Regions from separate parts of the Zea mays genome. Here region 1 is linked to region 2. Evidence: chromatin contacts called from public Hi-C data. All regions are on one chromosome and are shown on one strand. Each heading gives the region's core, a stretch centred on a gene start, on an enhancer-like site or on the middle of the called end of the contact. The rest is flanking DNA. Distances are from core to core; before and after follow the strand shown. Region 1 has its middle 13 kb from the start of LOC606428. Region 2 holds the start of LOC541732 (myb-related protein Myb4).

Region 1 (4,032 bases), core at 343-2,842, 78 kb before region 2:
TTACATAGCCCCTGTTTGTTTCGGCTTTTCGCAGCTTCTGGCCACCAAAAGCTGTTGTGGACTGCCAAACACTCAGTTTTTCAGTCAACTTCTATAAAATTCTTTTGTGTAAAAACCATTCAAAATCAACATAAACATATAATCGGTTGAGTCATCGTAATAGTAGTAATCCATCATTTTACAGATCCTGAGCCCCATGCACAACTTTATCTTTGTCCGCACGTAATCGTAATGATACTCAGATTCTCTACACAGCTAGATTCTCCCCCACAGCTAGATTCTCGGAAAAGCTGGCCAGAAAAAAGCTGAACCAAACAGGCCCATAGGCATATGTCCTCAGGGGACCTTTTAGTACTTGTTAAAGCCACCAACCCATACTACAGTGTCTAGAGGCTTTTTATTATATACCTTTACAACTTTATATTGGTGGACATTTAACACATATGCGCGCATACACATATAAAAATGAAATCAATCAGTTTTCAAGGACATAAGGTATATAAAATATTTAATATATGCAAGTTTTAAGTTAGTTGAGAAAAAAATATTGTGTATTAAATAAATTGCTAGTTGCATTTAGATTTCAGTTATACTTTGATGAAATCATGTGTGTATGGATGTGAAAGTGACAATATATTTTAGAATGATTTGGATGAGTATTTGTTACATATGTAGATTAATTATGATGCTCATCATTATTAAAAAGTGTGTGAAAAGAAGGAAGTTTAACTCTTTTGTATTCTTAATGAATTTATGTCAAAGATGGACAATTTTTTACATACATCGCACAACATTACACATTTACTATTTTAGGGGGAGATTTTTTTTGGATGTTTTGTTGATGATCTTTCCCCCTTTGCTTTTGGATTTTAATCTCAAGTATTTTTATTTGAAAAATGAATGTCAACTACAATGTTTGTGTGGTGTTGTCAATGCTTTCATCATGGAGAGATTGTGATCGTGTGTGATGAAACATCATGTTAGGTTGACATGGCTTGGTATTGATTAATATATTTTTGGTCGTTATACATGTGTGATTATATATGTGGTTTTGATATTGATGTAAGATGTGCATGCGATCAAACAAGTGGTTTGATACTAAAGTAACACATCCGTGTGAGTGGTATTGCAAGGATTAACCTTGAGTCAAGGCGTGAACTTGTGCTCGTACTCGTTTGTATGGATTAGTTGAGATGAAACATGGTTGGCAATAATGTAAACTAGTTTTCCATACTAAATTTGGGTGGGGACTGAGGTAAAAAAATTGGTATCTGAAATAAATTTAGAGAGATTTTTGAGCGGGGTGTTCGGACCAAATATTGGGGCATTTGATGGTTGCATACGTTGAATACTTTCATGAAAGTGCAAGAAAAGGAAAAGAAAAAAAAAAGCAGAAGAAGAAGAAGAAGAAAACGGTGCTGCCAGCCGACCGGCCCAGCTAGCAGCTAAGCGGCCTGCTTGGTTGGTCGCACGGCTCGAGTGGCCCAACCACTGGCGTGAGGAGGCCGGTCCACCAGGCTGGGTGCCGGCTGGTGGCCGAAGCCAGCAAGGCGCCGGCGCTCACACCGGCTGGGACGGCCTAGTGGGCGTGCGGCGGGCAGCGGCCCGACGCGGCCTGCGGTGGGATGGCCAGGCGCGTGGGGCCTTGGCCCAGGCTAGGGCTGACGGCCCGCGAAGGGACAAGCGGTCTAGCGAGTAGAATTAGCTCTGGACCAAATAAGATCTTTTTGGCCTTATAAATAATAATCAGTTTCGTTTCTTTTTCTGGAGATAGGATCTGAAGAGATAATGCAATATATTAGTTAAGTTTAGATTAATCTACAGTTTTAGAGATTTCAAATGAGAACTCTCTTGTGCTTCTGGAGAGCACTTTGTGGTGATATTTATGCAAGATTAGTATGGTAATTGTTAAACAACGTAGTTGTCGCAGATCCCCGATCCGGACTCCGAACCCTCCCAACAGCAGTAGGGACGTGAGAAGTTGTAGAAGCCCGCTCCCTTCCCAGTAACCCAACACAGAGAGGAACAAGAGACACAGTGGATGGAAGCTCTTTCTATCTTTATTATGAGGGATATGGATACATATATATAACTTGTGTACCCCCTAAGGGCAGTTTCGGTATTAGCCCATTAAACCCCTTTTAGGGTTTCTCAACACTCCCCCTTGGACGAATACCGTGACGACTTATGTCTCGTCAAAAACTCCGAAAAACCCAGTGGGAAAAAATGGAGAAAGAGAGCATAGTGCCACTCGATGTATTGCACTTGTTGCCTCGTTAAAAACCATTTGTGAGAAACTTCAGGAAAACTCACAATGGGAAAAAGAGTACAACAGGTGTCTTCAGGACAACTATAACCTTCAAGGTGTATAATATACGATCTTCAGGTCGAATCGTAAGGACTGAAGTTCAGAGGTGATCTCCCCCTGAACCCTGCAGGTCTCTCAAATGCCTCATCCCTATACCTCGTACACATTTTCTGAATGTAACTGCAGGTAAGGATTTAGTGAATAAATCAGCCAGATTATCACAAGACTCGACTTGCAGGATTTTTACCTCACCCTCGTTCTGGAGTTCATGAGGATAAAAATACTTAGGACAGATATGCTTAGTCATATTGCTCTTAATATAACCCGTTTCCATTTGTGCAACACATGCAGCATTATCTTCATAGATAATGGTGGGGGTATTTGCGGTGTTATAACCACATGACTTCTGGATGTAGTTAGTCATCCGTCGTAGCCAGGCACATTCTCGTGCGGCTTCATATAGCGAGATTATTTCTGAGTGGTTAGTAGACGTTGTTACTAATGTCTGTTTGCACGATCTCCAGGATACAGCAGTACCACCACATAGAAATACAAAGCCAGTCTGAGATATACCATTATGGGGATCTGACTGATATCCAGCATCAGCATAGCCCACCATAGCCTGGTCCTGATTCTTCGAAAAAAACAGGCCAAGATCTTGAGTGCCTTTGAGGTATCTAAGTATAGTCTTAACACCTATCCAATGTCTTCTGGTTGGGTCTGCACTGTATCTAGCTAGTAGATTTACCGCGAATGCAATATCAGGCCTGGTGCAGTTCGCAAGGTACATTAGTGCTCCAATAGCGCTATGGTAAGGAACTTCAGGTCCCAACGATTTCTCGTCATCGCTCTTTGGTCTAAATGGGTCAGTATCCATTTCGAGGGATCTCACGACCATCGGGGTCTTTAAAGGGTGAGCTTTAATCATATTAAATCTCTCAAGGACCTTTTTACAATAGGCCGACTGGTGTACAAATATTCGTTCTGGGAGATGCTCGATCTATAGGCCCAAGCAAAACCTGGTTTCTCCCAAGTCTTTCATTTCAAACTCTGTCTTGAGGTAGGCGCTGGCCTCCTCAATATCCTCAGTATATCCAATGATATTCAAGTCATCAACATAGACTGAAACTATGCAAAAACCCTTCTGGGATTTTCTAATGAATACACAAGGAGAATCTGGATTATTTACGTATCCCTTCTTCAGGAGGAATTCACTGAGCCGATTGTACCACATCCGCCCAGATTGTTTAAGTCCATACAGCGCCCTCTGCAACTTAACACTGTACATGTTGCGATTTGACTTGGCATCCGGAACTCTCAGCCCATCTGGGACCTTCATATAGATTTCCGAATCCAGTGACCCATACAAGTATGCGGTCACTACATCCATCATCTGCATTTTTAAGTTTAAACCTGCTGCCAGTGATATCAAATATCGGAATGTTGTGCCACTCATTACCGGGGAGTAAGTTTCATCGTAATCGATGCCGGGTCTCTGCGTGAACCTTTGTGCTACAAGTCTCGCTTTGTATCTCACCACCACGTTGTTCGCGCCCCTCTTTCGGACGAACACCCATTTGAACCCGACTGGGGTAACATTGGGGGGCGTGCGGGCGACAAGCCCAAATACTTGCCTCTTTGAAAGCGAGAGCAATTCCGTCTCTATTGCTTCTTTCCATTTGACCCAATCTGAGCGCTTCTGGCACTCTGCCATGGACTTTGGT
Region 2 (3,943 bases), core at 815-3,314:
CTTTCTTTGCCGATTGTCTGAAAATAATATTCGGCAAAGAACCCTTTGCCGATAAAATGTTTGTCGCTCGGCAAAGGCTTTGCCGACTCGGCAAATAACGCGAATCCGATAGTGAGGTTGGAAGTTTCCATCAAATAAGTGCAATTTCTAGTGTCGTAGATTTTTTTTAAAAAAGTAAACACCAAGTTCTTAATCTACTAGACTCTAAATTCATCGGTGACAATAATAGTCGTCCGATATTTTTTTTAAAACTTGCCAACATGCCATTTTGAAAAGGATAGTTTAATGTAACCACCTAAATTTATATTTATATTATCGATCTACCTATGTAATCATGAAAAATAATTCTCCCTCCGTCTACATTTATAATTTGTTTGAGTTTTTATACCAAGTTTGACCGGTTTGTCTTATTAATTTTTTTGGAAAAAATGAAAAAATTAAAATCATACTTTAAATATATTATATGATAAATAATATTGCATTAAAAATTGATAACAATTAAGATTTTTTTTTGAATAAGACAAGTTAATTAAACTTAAAATAAAAAGTCAAATGAATTATATATTGGAACGGAGAAAGTATAAACTAATCACTAAGGGCTAGTTTGGAAACTCAAACCCCCTTCGGGATTGAAGGGGATTGGAGAGAAAATTAGTTTATTTCCACCTCAATCTCCTCCAACCTCGAAGGAGATTTGAGGTTCCTAAAGTAACCCTAAATCTTGATTTATTCTATCCATATAAGCCACCACCGGTGGTCAGTGGAGAAATGGAGAATGGACCTTCAAGTCCCGGTTGTTTTAAAGTTTGGGACTAAAGTCAGCATTAATTCAATGTTTGATTGCTAGTGTCACAGACGAGCACAAATATGACCTTTTATTCTAATTGGTGGCTTTAACCTAAAGGTTTCCCTGAGTCCGGATTGAAGCCATTAATCGGGACTAAAGGTCTTGCGCACATTTAGTTCCGGGGAAAAATTGTAATGTTATTTTAGAAATAATTAAAAAAATGTTGTAGCAATGAGAAACCAAACACATATCTCGTGTTTGTACTTAGCTTTGCTGGATACGGTTAGACAACTTTTAAGTAGCTAGGTAGCTTGTGTTGACAAAGGGAAAAAGCTGGCCCGGTATACAATCCAATTTTGATAATGATTACAAAATACTACTTAATTACCCCGTCTCAAAAAAAAAAAGAAATTTTTTTTGTAGATTTATTCAAAGTCAAACCATTTTGAATTTAATCAAATCTACATTAAAATATATACCATACTAGTACATTCATAAATGCTAGTATTTTTTCTTTATGAACTTAGACATATTTTTTTTTATCAAACCAGAACGTACGATATTCTTTTTAGGGCAAAGCTGGTGTATGACTATTATGCTAAAATATATGAACAGACACGACAATATAGTAACGATTAGGTGACCCTAAATCTATCCGTGTGTGATTGTTTCATCTTATTATACCTAAAGTTATGAGGCCCCATAGATCGTAGAGCACACGTCGAGGCCAACAAATCTAAAAAAAGACACTCAAAGTACGCGTGATATAGCCACAGAGAGAACCAAAATTTTCGCATGTGGACATGTCATGTCCACCTCATTGTTGCGTCTCTCGAGCGTTTAGTTTAGCTTCACTTATTATAAGAACCATATGATATGATATCGTATCAAAGGAAACGCATGCACATCCGTTCCCACACGTACGCTTTTAGCCGACACTGAAGGGCACAAAGGTACAAACAATCCGAGGAATAAAAAACGACAGCCCGAATCACGTACGCGATCCAAGCAAACTGATAAAAAACGAACGAATTCAAAGCGTAGCATAAACTATTCCCGTCCCTAGCTTGTTCTTCCTTGTGTGACGAACCTCCCCCTTCTGGGAAGCTCCCTTGCTTTGACCACGTTTGGATTTGCCCTTTTCCATCCCGGGAGCCGAGAACCGAGAGCCGAGAGCGAAGTGAACCCCGTTCGCTGTCGTCGCGCGCGGCACCGGCCGGGGGCATATAAATAGCGCACAGCCCGCCCCTCCCAGAGCCAGTCATCAGCACAGCAGCAAGCTCCCTCAGCTCGGTCTTCTCGGCAGGACCCGGCAAGCAAAGCCAAAGCCCAGCTCTTTCTCGGCCGGGAGATCGAGACATGGGGCGCGCTCCGTGCTGCGAGAAGATGGGGCTCAAGAGGGGCCCGTGGACGCCCGAGGAGGACAGGATCCTGGTGGCGCACATCGAGCGCCACGGCCACAGCAACTGGCGCGCGCTGCCCAAGCAGGCGGGCCTTCCCCGCTGCGGCAAGAGCTGCCGCCTCCGCTGGATCAACTACCTGCGCCCCGACATCAAGCGCGGCAACTTCACCCGCGAGGAGGAGGACGCAGTCATCCAACTCCACCAAATGCTCGGCAACAGGTACGGTGCTTATCCACGCATCATATCATCGTCACGCGAAAATAATTAACACCATCCCTTCGTTGCCGGGATATACTCAGTGTAGACTGGTTCTTGGTTCTTGATGATGTGGTCGAGTTTGATCCGGTCATTGCCAGAACCATTATTATAGAACATGCATGCATGCATGACCTAGCAATCAGCCACTTGTTGAGTTGTTGTTGTCTCGTAAAAATTACCGCCAATTTTTTTTAAAAAAAATCATGCGCACTAAACAGCTACTTTCTGTATGATTTCAGATGGTCGGCAATCGCTGCCAGGCTGCCGGGGAGGACGGACAACGAGATCAAGAACGTCTGGCACACTCACCTCAAGAAGCGACTGGAGCCTAAGACAGCCACGCAGGCGCCCAAGCGAAAGCCCAAGAAGCAGCAGCAGCCAGAGGCGGTGACGCTCGCAGCGCCGGTCTCGCCGGAGCAGTCAGTCTCCACGTCGACCACCAGCACCACCACTGACTACTCGGCGGCCTCGTCGTCGTTGGAGAACGCGGATAGCTTCACCTCGGAGGAGGAGGACTACCAGATTGACGACAGCTTCTGGTCCGAGACGCTGGCGATGGCGGTCGACAGTTCCGACTCCGGGATGGAGGAGGCAGAGGGCGCCTTCGGCGCGTCGCCGCCGGCGCCGTCGACCAACGACGACGTGGACTTTTGGCTCAAGCTGTTCATGCAGGCCAGCGACATGCAGAATTCGCCCCAGATTTATGCATGAACCTAGACGGTTCTCTCTCGATCGGCTGATGATGTTCTTGGCCTCAGAATTCTTTCAATCCTTTTGTTCTGCTCCGTTTCGGTGGACGTATATCTGACTGAAAACTTGTGCAGCGGAAAGCGATTGTGCTTCATCATGGCGGTGTTCACTTTTTGCGCATTATATACTACGATTTTAGTTGAGTTTTCTGTCACCTGTGCTTTCCGCCGCTAGCTGCTTATCAGGGACCAGGGTCCCTGCTACATGACCGATGTCCATGTCCATGATGTCAGCGTCAATGGAAGTTTCGTGAGAGTTTTATAGCAGAAAGAGATGAAGAGATAGAAGATAAAAGTTTGAAGAGATACAATCAGTTTTATAAGAATGGAACTTATCTACATTATTTTGAAATAGTCTTATAAACTAGTACATGAAACCTCTCGCCAAAGCTAGCCTTTAACCACTACTAGAATTAGGCTCTTCGCCCAGCGGCAAAAAGTTTACCGAGTGTTTTTTAAGCTTTCCCGGATGACTAAAACACTCGGGTGTATTCGGTACTATGCTCCGATCCGCTTTTCCCTATACACTTTTCGCCGCCTCGATTCGAGCATGAATAACGTACGGGCAGCTTGAGGAAATCTTCCACCGTTGGCCTCATGCAATGAAAAGATTTGTCTTAAAAGCACTCCCTCCATCCTAAAATATGGTTGTTGGCGCCAACCTAGACACCAAACACTAGAATGAATCATCTAGCGTGCTCTGTGCGGAGACACATACATAGTCCAGACTGCGGACCGTCGGCCTC

What was found. A called contact is a pair of places that touch in the nucleus more often than the background predicts.
Region 1: a contact with region 2 is called in a Hi-C map of leaf, with 6 times the contacts expected there. The contact joins the enhancer-like site here to the promoter of LOC541732 in region 2. A contact is called at or near these places in 6 of 25 Hi-C or Micro-C datasets (bundle sheath, ear, endosperm and 3 more).

Annotation. Positions count from the first base shown.
Region 1 is chr5:190,250,206-190,254,237 of Zm-B73-REFERENCE-NAM-5.0, reverse strand. No RefSeq gene overlaps it. Among protein-coding and RNA genes, the nearest start is that of LOC606428, 13 kb to the left of the region's middle. Within about 2 kb of position 1,592, at least 17 of the 20 cell types and tissues checked have an H3K27ac peak or open chromatin away from gene starts, as enhancers often do. A contact at or near this core is called in bundle sheath, ear, endosperm and 3 more, where this site is marked.
Region 2 is chr5:190,172,763-190,176,705 of Zm-B73-REFERENCE-NAM-5.0, reverse strand. LOC541732 (myb-related protein Myb4) reads left to right here and starts at 2,064. Exons shown (of 2, transcript NM_001309530.1): 1 at 2,064-2,409; 2 at 2,688-3,420. The coding sequence starts at 2,147. The coding sequence ends at 3,159.